Regions from separate parts of the Rattus norvegicus genome. Here all the other regions are linked to region 2. Evidence: chromatin contacts called from public Hi-C data. All regions are on one chromosome and are shown on one strand. Each heading gives the region's core, a stretch centred on a gene start, on an enhancer-like site or on the middle of the called end of the contact. The rest is flanking DNA. Distances are from core to core; before and after follow the strand shown. Region 1 holds the start of Peli2 (pellino E3 ubiquitin protein ligase family member 2). Region 2 has its middle 100 kb from the start of Ktn1. Region 3 has its middle 100 kb from the start of Peli2.

Region 1 (4,669 bases), core at 2,093-4,592, 380 kb after region 2:
ATAATAAACTCTTCCGGGAGGCTCTGTCAAATACAAAACCAAACCAAACCAAAGGAGGAAAGGGAAACAACCGGAAGGTAAGGGAGCATACAGGTGCTTGCTCCCGAATGACCGGAAACATGTTCATGCTGTGCACATCTCCCCCTCTGACAAGTGAAGTTGTAAAAGTAAGTTTTAAGGAGAAAACATACATCATGACAAATAGGGTTATTGCCGGTCAAGTTTATGGGTGACTTTTAAAATGGGTTTCAAAAATTCTTTTTCCTCACATTTTCCAAATGCATGGGAAGAACACCCATGATGCTTTAGTCGAGGATACAGCTTAAAAGTCAAACGTTTGATATCTCTCACACGCAAAACCAGCTTGTCCAAATATATGCTTTTCAAAGAGCATACTTGTCCCTTAGATGCAGTAAACATGAATATGGTGTGATCAAAAGTTAGACTACTCTTCACTCTAGAAATATGGTTGGTTTTACTTAAAGTACGTCAAAAATCAACATAGACCTTTTGGCTAAAGCTTTTACTTTGAAAGAAAAAGAAGTAAATCGATCAGGGGGAGAAATCAGTATGCATTGGGTTATTTCAGAAAATATGGCATGTGGAGTGGTTTGGGGACATACATGACAGAGACAGCAGGGAGGGGAGAGAAGGGGCTGATGGGAGTAGCAAGGACAGCCAACCCCACCCTGGTTCTTGGTGGATTGGCAGATGGCACAGCCAGATTGTCCCACCAGCCTGAAGCTACTAAAACAATTATTCAGGAGGGGATAAATTCCTGTTACAATCAGATTCCTAGTGTTAGCTGGGATGGAGGGGGTTATGCTCTTGCTGGTTGAAGCTGTAGCAGACAACTGATCAGGTAAGGGGTGGGAAGAGAGAGATGAAAGCTGGCTATTTTAGGGTCCCAGACCATAAACTCTGAGAAAGTTGAGCTCACCACAAACTCACAGTTCTACTGTTTGATCTGGTTTGAGACGTATTCTTTAATTTACTCATGTGGCCTTCCTTAAAATCAGCAAAAGCAGATTTGGGGGCTTTGGGAACCATCTAGAAAGTGGACATAGTTTCAATGGGTCCACATCGCATATAAAGGGCAGCCAAACAATAAAGTGATATTATGTGTGCAAGTCCAAAAAGCTCAGATGCATTTCTGACCGCTCAATATTAGAAGTCTATGTGCAATCGGGATTGGGAACTTAAAAATTGATTTCATACGTAAGAGTGAGCTATCATTCTCGCGTGGCAATAAGTAGGTAGAGATGAGTGTCTGATATTTCTTTTGAGGCCACAGGACCACCGATGTGCCGCCAGTCCCTACTTGGTCCATTCGTTCACTCGGATCCCTCGCCTGTCATTCTTATGCATCCATTCCCGCTGGCCATCAACAGACTGGCTTCCCAGTCTGCAAGCTTGCAAGGTTTACAGTGATTGACAGAACTGATACACTTACAAGTCCAGAGTTGCCTAAGATCAAAGCCTCCACAGATACAAAAACTCGGAGAAAGCAGAACTACCTGTAAGTAACTTCCACAAAGACAGACTAAAGCTCTACCAACATGCTGGGAGAGAACAGAAAGATGCCCCTGTGGAGGGCGGAGGTGTCTGGACCAGCTGACAGCAATGGAGGAGTGTCTCTGCCAAAGCTTGGGACAGCTTATAGGAAGCACTCAGCCTCGAGTTTGGGACTTAGTAGGAGGTTAATAAATATTTGTTTCCATCCTCCTAACAGCAGATGCAGAGCGCAGCAAGGAAGAAACGAGCCAGAAGAGTGAAATGCAAGCACAAAAGCACAGCGTGCCAAGAGAGAAGGGGGTAATTGTAGCCTAGAGATCAGTGGCAGCAACAGAGCAGACTGGGGGAAGTTCACATGACAGAGAGAGGTACTATAATTAGGGAGATGGGTAACTGTGACGGGACTCAGAGGGTTGCTGACAGTCACATAGACGATATAGTAAGTGGGACCAGGGAGTAAGGAAACCTACACCCATCCTACGGAAATCTACCAACACTGGATGAAGAGAAAGAACTCAACTGTCTAAAGGAGGGTCGCTGGCTAAACCTTTACATTTTCATAACAGAGAAAAGCACAGAGGATAAGCTGGATAGCTAGTTGCCTTCAGTCTAAGAATAGAATTTCTGTAATTAGCGGAAATAAGGTAATTGTTTAATAAAGTTTATTTTTGGCTCATCAATAGCGGAGTAATTTATCTCCAAAGCCTCAATTAAAAGAAGAAAAGCCAGTTACTAACTGAAGTAAAATTCCAGAAAGCGTCATGTCACTACAGTAATAGCCTGTCAGAGAGCGACACATGCACGATGCTGAGCAGTAGAATGGAAGGCTACCCGTGCAATTATTTCTTTTTTAGCTTTTTACTTAGAGTCATAGCCTAAGTGTGTGTGTGTGTGTGTGTGTGTGTGTGTGTGTGTGTGTGTGTGTACACTCGCTGTTTATACACTGGGTAGCTTTTGCAGTATTTATTTCTTTAAATATTTAACAGTCTGGAAAGGCAGTGACAGGAATAATATGTAGTGTCTCTAGCATGTTGCAAGGGCTTAATAAATGCTAGAATAATAAATTCCTCTATGATGAAAAACAGCAGTCAGTAAAACTATCACAGCCCACAATATTTTAAAGACACAGCAACATAAAAAAATCATAAAATACAAACGGTGCCTTGATTAAGCCCTGGAAAGAAAGGAACATTTGTATTCATTAAAAAAAAAAATCAGCCTAGGTAATTCCCTTTTAAATTCCCCAGGGGGTTGAAAGAAGGGACAGAGATGTGAATAAGGGATTAAAAGTAACTTTTCACTTTTCTTTTCCCTTTTTCCTTTCCTCCTTCTCTCTCTCTCCTTTCTTTCCTCCCTTCGTTCTTTCTCTTGGTACACCCCGTGAAATGGTGGGGAGCTCTTGGGGTTCTTCGATTATCCCACCCACCCCCACCCATGGGCAGATTCTTTCTCCTTTCAAGCCCCCCCTCAAAGGCTTGGCTTTGAAAGCAGACACCCCCAGATCAGGGCGCGCAGCACCCTGAGCTGGGGGCGGGGAGGGGCAAGACGCCTGGCTTCCAAGCAGGCGGGGCCAGGAGCCCCGGGCACGCGGCTGAGGACGAAGACCCCGCGCTCCAACTTTCCACAGGAAGTGAGGAGAAAAACAGAGCTGCCCCTTTAAGGGCTTCCCTTCCCCTTTACTCTATGTTTACATAACACGGGGCGCTCGCGGGCCGCGGGGGCTGGCGGGCGGGGGCCGCGGGAGCGCGGAGGCGCGGGCGGCGGCGCGGCCGTCCCACCTGCCCGGCCCGCTCAGCCCCCCGGCGGCGCGCGCTCCTCCTCCCGCGGGGCTCCGGTCGCCGCTCGCATTCCTAGTCCGGTCCCGCTCGCAGCGGCGGAAGAGCGTGTAGCTCCGGGGAAGCCGGCGGGCGACGCTCGCAGCCACGACGGAGCAGCCGCGGGACTGGCCGCCCCGCGCCCCGTTCGCCGCCGTGCCGTTTCCCGGCGCGCTCACCCCGTTCTCGGGATGGGAGTGTAGCGGCGGCGCGGACTCGGCGGGGATCGCGGCGGAGGCGGCTGCGGCGGCGGCCGAGCACGGCTCCATGTTTTCACCCGGCCAGGAGGAACCCAGCTCCCCCAACAAGGAGCCGGTGAAATACGGGGAGCTGGTGGTCCTGGGGTGAGTTGAGGACGCGGGCGGCGGGGCGTCGCGGAGGGATGCGCTCCTGAGGGCCCGGGTCCCCGGGGCGCTCGTTGCTGCGGCCCGGAGGGCGCTCCTGCACCGCGCGGGGTCGCTCGGTGCAGCCGGGAGCCCGTGGCCGCTGGGGACTTCTCGTTCCTGAGGACCGCGAACGCGGAGCCCTGTCCCCGGAGCCCAGAGCCCAGTCCGCGGGGGTTAAGCATTGTTCCAGTCTGTGACCCGGGCGGCCGGCTGGCCTCCGCTTCTTTGGCGCCGGGAGTGAGATCGGCCAAGGGCCTGGACCTGGTCCTGGTTTTCCCGGGTCCTCTCAACAACGTTTCCCGGATCCCCCGGGTGTCCATACCTCTTGGGTCTCCGTACCCCTTGATCCCCTTACCCCTGGGGTCCCTGCACCCCTCGAGCCTCGGCCTTGCCGATGCCCCCGCCAGCGGCGGGGAGCTCGCCACCCTGCCCGCCTTGGCTTCCACTCCGCTGGTAAAAATCACATTGTGAAGATAGTAATTATCCACAATCGTTAAACGGCAGCAATTAAGAGACTTCATCTACTTCCCGAGTTTCCTTGTGACATTTCTATTGTTTACCCTTAATAAACCCGGAGGGAGGCTTCGCAGGATTAAAGCAGGTTAAAGTGGGCAATGAAAAGGGTGTGGGTGGGGGAGGCGGAAAGTGCAGGAAACTCGGCGCTGGAGCAACTTGGGTTTAGTGCTGCAGGGGAAGGATTGTTTTCCCTTTGGATGTGCCGCTCTGGGGAACCCGCGCTTTTGTCCTCTGTTGAAAGATCTGTATTCAGACCCACACGGGTGCTGATGGGTGGACTTAGAGACACGCGAGGAAGCGACCCCCCCTCCCCCACCAGCAGAGACTCAGGGAACTCTGAGAAACGTGTTTTGATTACTACCTCGAAGTAAGTGCCGACTTAAAAAAAAATTTTTTTTAAAGACTTAAGCTCGTCGTCTAAAGTTTCCTAGCCTTCCT
Region 2 (4,369 bases), core at 1,127-3,626:
GGAGCCATTTTTGGAAGCTGGCCCTGGAAAGGACTTTCCACCATTCCCACGCAGTTCTTGCAAGCCCGCCATTGCTCTGAAATCCCCCGTCTGTGTGTATGTGTGCACATGTATGCGCTGGTTCATGATGCAAAAGAGTGTTGCTAAAGCTTGCTTAGAGATTGGAAGGCTGATTTACGAGTCTTCAAGTGCTCTCTCCTTATGTCCACTTATGAGTCTCAGTCCAGCAGTACTTCAGCTTTCCCTGTGAGCCCAGCCCGAGGGTGAACGGAACGGAAGAACTCTGCAGACCCCACCTCAGGAGCCAGGGCCATCCGGGAACCCTGAGTACATCATGCTTAAAAACCATATTCTGCCCATTATTTAAATGAGCATTGCTGCCCCAAACACAGTCTAGTTAAAATCTCCCTGCTTGTGTCTGGCTCTCTGGGCTTCCTGGATGAGCAGATGAACTTGGAGGACCCAAGAGAGCATCAGGAAGGAGGCATCTGTCGATTTCCAACTTCTCGGAATGCTAAGGCTCTCCCTCAGAAATGCACCACCAGAAGCCAGGCTACAGAGGCAAAAGTGACTGGAGAGCAAGGGCGTGACAACAAGGGTGGACATGGGGTTTCAGTGGCCAGGTTTTCTGTCTTGCTGGAAAGAGTTCCTTCTCAGAAGTCTCAGAAGCCGTTGACAGGCCTCCAAGGAAGTGATTCCTTGAAGTTCAAGTAAAAGCTATCTTTTACTTTGCTATTGTTACGATCATGACCATGTGACATGGTCAATATTAGGCTGCCTTGAAGTCTCTTCTTCTGCCAATGGCATTATTAATCCAAAACTTCTAAATTGAGCTTCAGGGAGATTCTTGGGACAAGGGCAAAACCGCAGCTGGTTCTTCGCCAAAATATCACAGGAACCGTCTCAACCATGACTGCTAATATTGTTTCCCTCTGAATCCTCCTGAGCTGGACTCTCTAGGCCACATTGCTTTTAGCGCTACTGTTCTATAAGCTCCTGCTAGGGTGGTCCATAAAACCAGCTTACAGCATTCTTCTGTTTTCTTTGTCCTAAGTCTTCCACATTTCTCCCCCAAAAGAGTATGGTTGGGCCTCTCGAGGCAACAGCTCACCCTGGTACCAACTTCTGTCTTAATTACTTATCTATTGGACATCTTAACCAAAGAAACTTATAAAAGAAAGCATTGATTTGGGTCCCACAATTGCAGAAGGTTCATAAACATCATGGTAGAGAACACAGCAGCAGCCACATAGGTCACTAGAGCAGTAGTAGCTGAGGGCTCACATCTTAGTTGACAAGCACAAAGTGGGGAGGGAAAGAGAGGGATGGAGGAAGGGAGGGAGAAAGAGAGAGGGGGGAGAGGAGAATGAGCTATCCTCTCTCAAAGGCCAGACCTCCTAATCTAATAAATATTTCTTTTAGAACTCCTTTCCAAAGACGACCCCATGCAGCCATTCTCATTCAAACCACTAACCAGCCTAGGAGAGTGATCAGGTTCAGATTGAGAGGAGCTGGAGAGCTGGCCCTGGTTCAGAGCGCTGGCTGCTCTTCCAGATGACTGGGATTCAAGTCCCAGCACCCACACTCTTGCTAACTGTAACTCAGTGTTCTTTTCTGGCTTTCAAGGACACCAGGCACTCACATGGTGTAGATACACACATACAGGCAAAACACCCATGCATATAAAATAATACCACACATACACACACACACACACACACACACACACACACACACACACACACACACAAAGGTGGAGACTGACTAACAAGGGACAGACATCTGAAGTTCACCCCTGGCTTCCACGTGCGCGTGCACACACACACACACACACACACACACACACACCTCTGCACACACTAAAAGTAGCAAGTACACACTCCACACAATGAACATATATAAACAAACATTGTGAAGTATTGCTTGTAACTTAAAATTAAAAACATGAGTGTGTGTGTGTGAGAGACAGAGAGAGAGAGAGAGAGAGAGAGAGAGAGAGAATGAGAATGTATGTATACCATAGTCCTTAGAGGCCAGAAGAGGACGCAGATCCCTTGGAATTGGAGCAGCCATTTGATGTGGGTGGTGGGAACCAAACTTGGGTCCTCTGTAAAGTAGAAAGTCCCCTTAATGATTGAACTATCTCTCCAGCCCCATGCTTGTGATTTTTGTCTTGTAACCCGATCACGCAGTTCTCAGGTATAAATTTCTAGATGATGTTGACTTTTAATGTGAAAAGGCTGAAGAAGCCTGAGTCTAAAGCAGTACCAGAATGAGCTGAGTGGCTGGGAGAGTGTGTGCTGTTTCCCAGAGCTGTCTAGATGCGCAAGGTTACCTGCAGACGCACATGGACAGAGGGACCCCACACCACAGAAACAAAAGAAAGTCTTCCCACCACCACCACAATCATGAGCAGGGTCACCATTGCCATCCATCATGGGGTCCCTTAACTTCCAGCTCCTCTCACACATTCACCAGTTCTGTCACTAGGGGGAGGTAACAGACAATGCATATAAGCAAATTTAAAGGCTGTATTTCTCTTGAAAGGATGCTTGAGAATTTAACATAGGTAAGGAGAGGCTTGTTTTCAGGGCTGGCAAGTGCTTGGACACACACACACACACACACACACACACACACACACACACACACACACACACACCCCTCCCTTCCTCTGTCACTTTTGCTCACCAAGCAGCCTTTTTCTTTATTCTGTGATTTCCCCTTTCTCCATGGAACTCTACCTGTGGCCATTTCTCTTTTCCTTGTGGGTGCCTCGCTCTCTCTACTCCATTCCATTCCCATCTGAGCCTGCAACATTGTTGCCAAGTCCCATGTGGTGACTCAAAGGGGAGGGGTCTCTGGACCTCTTGGCTGGTTTGGACACTTTGTGTACTGCTCTGAGTATTTCTAGGTCATTTCACCCCCCGTTTTTCTTTCCGTGGTGATTTCCCCCTCCCCCCTTCTCTTTCCATTATTCTAGAATTCCACATCTGTCTTCATTTCCATTCTGCACGGTGGAAAGAATGCCCGGCTGTGTTCCAGGCCTGTGATAACTACCCAGTCAGTGGCTACTTAGCTCTGAGTCAGGATTGATCATAGCTGCAGGGTTCTCCATCCCCCCTGCAGGTAAAACACTGTTTGTTTCCTAGCACCAGGCCGGCTCTTGTCTCTCTTGTTCTTGGGGTTGGCCACAGTCTGTTTCCTCCACGCTTCAAGGTTTTTCCCAGGCCAGTCCCAAAGGTCTTCTGTGAGTAAACTCTCACTGTGGGGACTGCTCTGCTCCCCCAGGAGCAAGTGACCTCTCCCACCCCAGCCTCTGTGGAACTTACAGCCTTGTGGCTCTTCTAGTCTATCAGAACACGGTCGACCCGATTCTGTAGACAGACATGCGCACCAGGAGTGTGTTCCCTACCGTGCTAAATGTGAGAAGCCTGAGACTTGGGTAGGCATGCTTAGGTCTAGCCTGTTTTTGGATTGTAGATGGCCTGCTTTTTGTACCCATGAAGACGGATTTCCCAGTCCATTTCTCACCATGTGGTAAAAAGAGAGAACACTCACCCCTTTCCCAGGGTACTAATCCCACACTGACCAGGGCTCAACTTCCATGACCAACTCACATCCCACGGCCCACACTTCCTCTTTTGCTTTGCTTTTAATTTGTTTTGCTTTGTTATTGGACATAGGTTCTTTCTATGTAGTCCTGGCTGTCCTGGAACTTGCTGTGTGGATCAGGTTTGCTTCAGACTCACGGAGTTCTATTTCCTTTCTCCTCCCAAGTCCTGGGATTAGAGGTGTGTGCCACCATACCCAGCCCAAAGCAGACATTTCTCAACACATCACATTGGGGTAGGGGTAGAATTTGGGGGTCACTGACATCTAGTCCACAACAGGCTGTTCTGCCCAAGGGAAGAGTGGCTTTTTAAAAAAGTTTGGTTTTGTTTATGAAGTGGCTCAGCCTTGCCTGAGCTCCTCAGAACTGTAGAGCTTCCTCTCAGTTGCCCCTCTTACCTCAGGGCTAGCATAAGTAGGCTTGCATGGTGGCCCCAGATTTTTATCTTGAAAACCCCTGCTTCTCCCCAAACAACTGTTCTAGTTAGGTTTATATGTCTATTTTACACAGTCTAGAGTCACCTAAGAGGAACATCTCTAGTTTTAAGTCAGCTTGACATAGCTACATCTGAAAGGAGGGAACCTCAGTTGAGAACATACCCTCTACGAGATCCAGCCGTAGGGCAATTTCTTAATTAGTAATTGATTCTGGGAAGGCCCAGTCCACTGTGGGTGGTGCCATCCTTAGGCTGGAGGTCCTGGGTTCTATAAGAAAGAAGACTGTGCAAACCATGGGGAACAAGCCAGTAAGCAGCAC
Region 3 (4,134 bases), core at 541-3,040, 270 kb after region 2:
TAACTGTGGGTCCAGTGACCTACCAATCTTTTAGGAATACTATGCAAAAAGTATGTGTGTTGAGGGTGGGGATGTCTTAGCTAGGGTTTTCCATTGCTGTGAAGAGACACCATGACCCAAGCAACTCTTGCAAAGGCAAACATTTAATTGGGGCTGGCTTACAGTTTCAGAGGTTCAGTCAATTATCATCCTGGCAGGAAGCATGGCAGACATGCTGGAGAAGGATTTGAGAGGTCTACATCTTGACCAAACTGCACCCAAGAGGAAATGACTCTTCCACACTGGATGGAATTTCAAAGCCCACCCCACAGTGATGTAACACTTCCAACAAGACCACACCCACTCCAACAAGGCCACACCTCCTCCAACAAGTCCACACCCACTCCAACAAGACCACACTTCCTCCAACAAGACCACACCCACTCCAACAAGGCCACACCTACTCCAACAAGGCCACACCTCCTAATAGTGCCACTTCACACGGGCCACCACAGGGGAGGAGGGGCCTTAGCAAGCGCCAGGAGCACAGTCATTTCCCAAATGTTCAATGGCGGTGGTGACAACTACTAAGTACAAGTGTGACCACTGTTCACCAAGAGAAGCGTAGATACTGGAGAGAATCCAAGGCCCAAAGCACATCTCTAACCTTGGCAGTGAGAGTGGGAGCGTGGAGGCATGAGTTTCCGGTTTTCCCATAGGCATGTATTATAAAAATATATAAATCAGGGCGGGTGTCGTGGCACACATACCTTTAATCCCACCACTTGGGAGGCTGAAGCAGGAGAAGTGTGAGTTTGAGGCCATCCTGGGATACACAAGGTAAGCCTGCCTCAAGCAACAGCTGTCTAATAAAGTAAGCATTGCAGATTTCTAAACGTGGCTTTGTATAAATTGTTAAAGGTATACCGAGAAGAGAGTTGGTAGTCAGTAAAGCGCTTGTCGTGGTCACATAAGTACAGAGACCCAAGTTCATCTTCAGGGTCTATTTTTTAAAAAAGCCAGGTGTGCTAGCAAGACCTTATAATCCCAGTGATGTGGGATTATAGATGTGGGAGTAGACTGATACCTGGGGCTACTGTCCAGCCAGTCCAGCCCACAGTATCCTCCACGACTGCCTCAAGAGGAATCAAAAACTAAAAAGGTGATGGTGCCCAAGGAATGACACTCGAGGTTGTCATCTGGTCTCCGTACACACCTGCACACGTATACAAGGCGCAAGCACACTGAGATTCGCATCCAGTGGCACCATTCCTTGAGATGGCTCAGTAGACCTCTGCTGCACAAAAATGTGTTGTTCTGGAGCCCTTTGAAAATTGCTCTGTCCAGAGTGTGTGCATGGGTCAGCCTGGAGAGCAAAAGGCCCAGTTGTCCTAGTCACGGTGATGGCTGTGGACGGGGTCCTGAGCTTTCTGGCTCTCTCGGGTTGCGGGGTGAGGGTGGCTCTGCTCAGCCCGAAGCCACTTTCAGTGAGGGGGAATCTTTGCCTCTCAATCTGTGACCTGCTTGTTCAAAGCCCTCTCTTCTGCCAAGGAGATAGAAGGCATCTGGCCAATCTCTCTTGATTGCCACATGGTAAGCCTTAGCTCTCACAGCGGTTGCTTGGTCTGGAGTGATCCTGGACATTTGAAAGTGACATTGATATTTCCAACAAGCTGAGAAGACTTCCAGCCAAAGGTAAAAATTTACATTTCAATGGTCAGCAAGTTTTAGCGCATTTAAGAAACTGGCCTGGGCGCTCAGCGCTGTGCACAGGTTTTGTTAATCAATTTGGCAGGAGGCGTTGCATTCCTAGGTTAAGACTGAGAACAAAAAGGACCTGTTTTTCCCTGTGTAATGAATTGCTGAGAAATGACTTGGAAAGCCTCTAGCCAGCGAGCTCAATTCCCTGGGCCATGAATTAGATAAAGGACTTTTTTTTTATGAGCTCACGGAGGGAGACCTCTGAGGATTTATGTGGGTGAGGAGAGAATGTCCATACTGTGCCACCACCTCCTCCCAAGGGCCCACGCACAGTGCAGAAGCCCAGAGACCTCACAGGCCATTGCCAGGGCCAAGTAGAGCCACAGCAGGGATGGACTGGGCAGTATACATTACTAGTTGCTCCCACCTCAGAGCTACAGGGCACACGGAGCCCAGTAGGGCACTGAACCTGCCCTGTGCTGGGAGTCAGAGTTTCTAGGAGAACAGGACAGACTTCCTCACAACCCATCACCATCAAAGACATGTCCCTGTTTCTTCTCCCCAACATTAATTTAACTGGGAAGCCCCGAGCCTTCGGTGCCTCTAGAACTCTGGGATAAATATGGAGGATGTTTGAAGATGCTTTCACAGCAAGATCAGAATCCTTTGCACACACAGAACTCTAAGAATGACAGCTAAGGAACAGTGAAGAAGGCAGCAGACCTGACAGTCCTTTAACCAAGCTGTCCTAAGGATAAGGCTATCTATAGGCATGTGGAACTTTTCAACACAGTGATCTTTCCCCTCTTCCTAAGTGTTCTCTGGTACAAGAGACGTAGCCCATCTTTTTATGAGCAAACTGGATGACTTAGCCTTGATTACCAATGAGGCTGCATGCCTGCTGAGAGCCGTGAATGTCTGGATTGACTGGGCCTCGTGCTTACGGACTGCCTGGGTGTGCGTGTGCCCTTGGATTGTGCTTGGTGAAATGACCTGGCTCCCTCCAACTGCTTAGGCAGGAGGACAACCTGGTTGTGACATCTGTCAGTCCAATGATGGCCAAGACAGTCTGGCAACACCTACCTTGTTCCCCAACCCCCAAATGTTCCCCCCAAAAGACTAGCGTTCTCATGTGACTGGTGGGCCACGAAAAATACAAAGGATTTTCTGTAAACCTAAGCTATCTGGTACGAGGAAGAAATAAGCAAGTAACAGACAAGAGAGAGAAATGCAACAGGCAAGAGTGTTCTGTAGTATTGTCTCAGGTCACCCCAGTACAATAACTAAAAAAGATCAAAATCCTTTTCCTACCTGTGTGGGGATGTCCTTATTCAGATGACAAACATCTCCATCTTTGATATTCTATTATCTACCTGGCCAAAGCATAAAGAAAGCATACACTTAAGAATGCATGCTACTTTCTAAGAGCTAGAAGGGCAGATTAATACCAACAGGAGTTCTGGTAGATGAATCATAGAGGTGTGGCCCCGAAGCTGAGAGCTTAGAATCTTGCAGTCCACTGATTGACATTTGAACTGCCACCAGCCCCTGCCAGCCCCCTTTTCTTCCTTCCCTCCTTCCTTCCCTCCTTCCTCCCTTCCTTCCTTCCTTCCTTCCTTCCTATCCTTTTTATAAATATCTTTAATTAATTTTACATTCCAATCACTGCCCCCCTTCCTAGTGCCCCCTCACAGGTCACCCCCATCACCCCTCCACATAAACAAGAAGAGTGTTTCCTTTCTTCTTTTCATTCTAAGAATTTCCCCTTCACGTCTGATGCCTTTTACGAGAAAACTCAGCCATGTGTTTCTCTGCCATTGCTACCTCAGACACCAATGAGTCAGTAGCTCTACAGCCTTCCCTGGAATCTGGGATTCACCTGGCATCTGCTTTCCCTAGAACGAAGTCAAGGCCAACTGCCCAGTCTTTGCTTACTTGTAACATTATTGTCCTTGTTTCTTTATTTGTGCCCCACCCCACCCCAATTGCCCATAGGTGTGATGTTTTCCTTTAAATGCTAAGTCATTTCTTTGAGGTCTGCAGGGTTCACTTGGATTTTCCCACGGGGACTGGAACTTTCTAGAGTCATTGCTTCAGAGTAGAACCCCTATCCTACATGGGAAACAGATACAGTTTCTTCTTATGCTTTCTGAGTGCTGCAGACTGTTGCTACCCCCATGCCTGGAACACCTGGCCACTGAGTTTGTAGCATGCACCGAGGGATGATGGACCACCTGCCATTTTTGGCCTGTCCGTATTCATGCCATGCCCTGGCCTATTCTCTCAGCATGGCTCACAGGGCTCCCTTGCCTAAATTAGAGCTGAGAGCTAGGAGACACTAAATCTCGTGACAGACAACCTCCATCATCTTTTCCTGCTGTGATATTCCTTCCCAGTGACGATAGCTGCAGGACTGTGGCCTCCCAAGGTGACTTCCTCACTCTGCTCTTCCCC

Evidence for each region. A called contact is a pair of places that touch in the nucleus more often than the background predicts.
Region 1: a contact with region 2 is called in a Hi-C map of Schwann cells, with 9 times the contacts expected there. The contact joins the promoter of Peli2 here to the enhancer-like site in region 2. A contact is called at or near these places in 3 of 12 Hi-C or Micro-C datasets (Schwann cells, frontal cortex and mammary epithelial cells) and 1 of 1 datasets of contacts at active chromatin or transcription factors (oligodendrocytes).
Region 3: a contact with region 2 is called in a Hi-C map of Schwann cells, with 6 times the contacts expected there. The contact joins two enhancer-like sites. A contact is called at or near these places in 2 of 12 Hi-C or Micro-C datasets (Schwann cells and kidney).

Annotation. Positions count from the first base shown.
Region 1 is chr15:23,869,642-23,874,310 of GRCr8, forward strand. Peli2 (pellino E3 ubiquitin protein ligase family member 2) reads left to right here and starts at 3,343. Exons shown (of 6, transcript NM_001107259.1): 1 at 3,343-3,673. The coding sequence starts at 3,597.
Region 2 is chr15:23,493,900-23,498,268 of GRCr8, forward strand. No RefSeq gene overlaps it. Among named protein-coding and RNA genes, the nearest start is that of Ktn1, 100 kb to the left of the region's middle. Within about 2 kb of position 2,377, at least 2 of the 93 cell types and tissues checked have an H3K27ac peak or open chromatin away from gene starts, as enhancers often do. A contact at or near this core is called in Schwann cells, where this site is marked.
Region 3 is chr15:23,766,886-23,771,019 of GRCr8, forward strand. No RefSeq gene overlaps it. Among named protein-coding and RNA genes, the nearest start is that of Peli2, 100 kb to the right of the region's middle. Within about 2 kb of position 1,791, at least 10 of the 93 cell types and tissues checked have an H3K27ac peak or open chromatin away from gene starts, as enhancers often do. A contact at or near this core is called in Schwann cells, where this site is marked.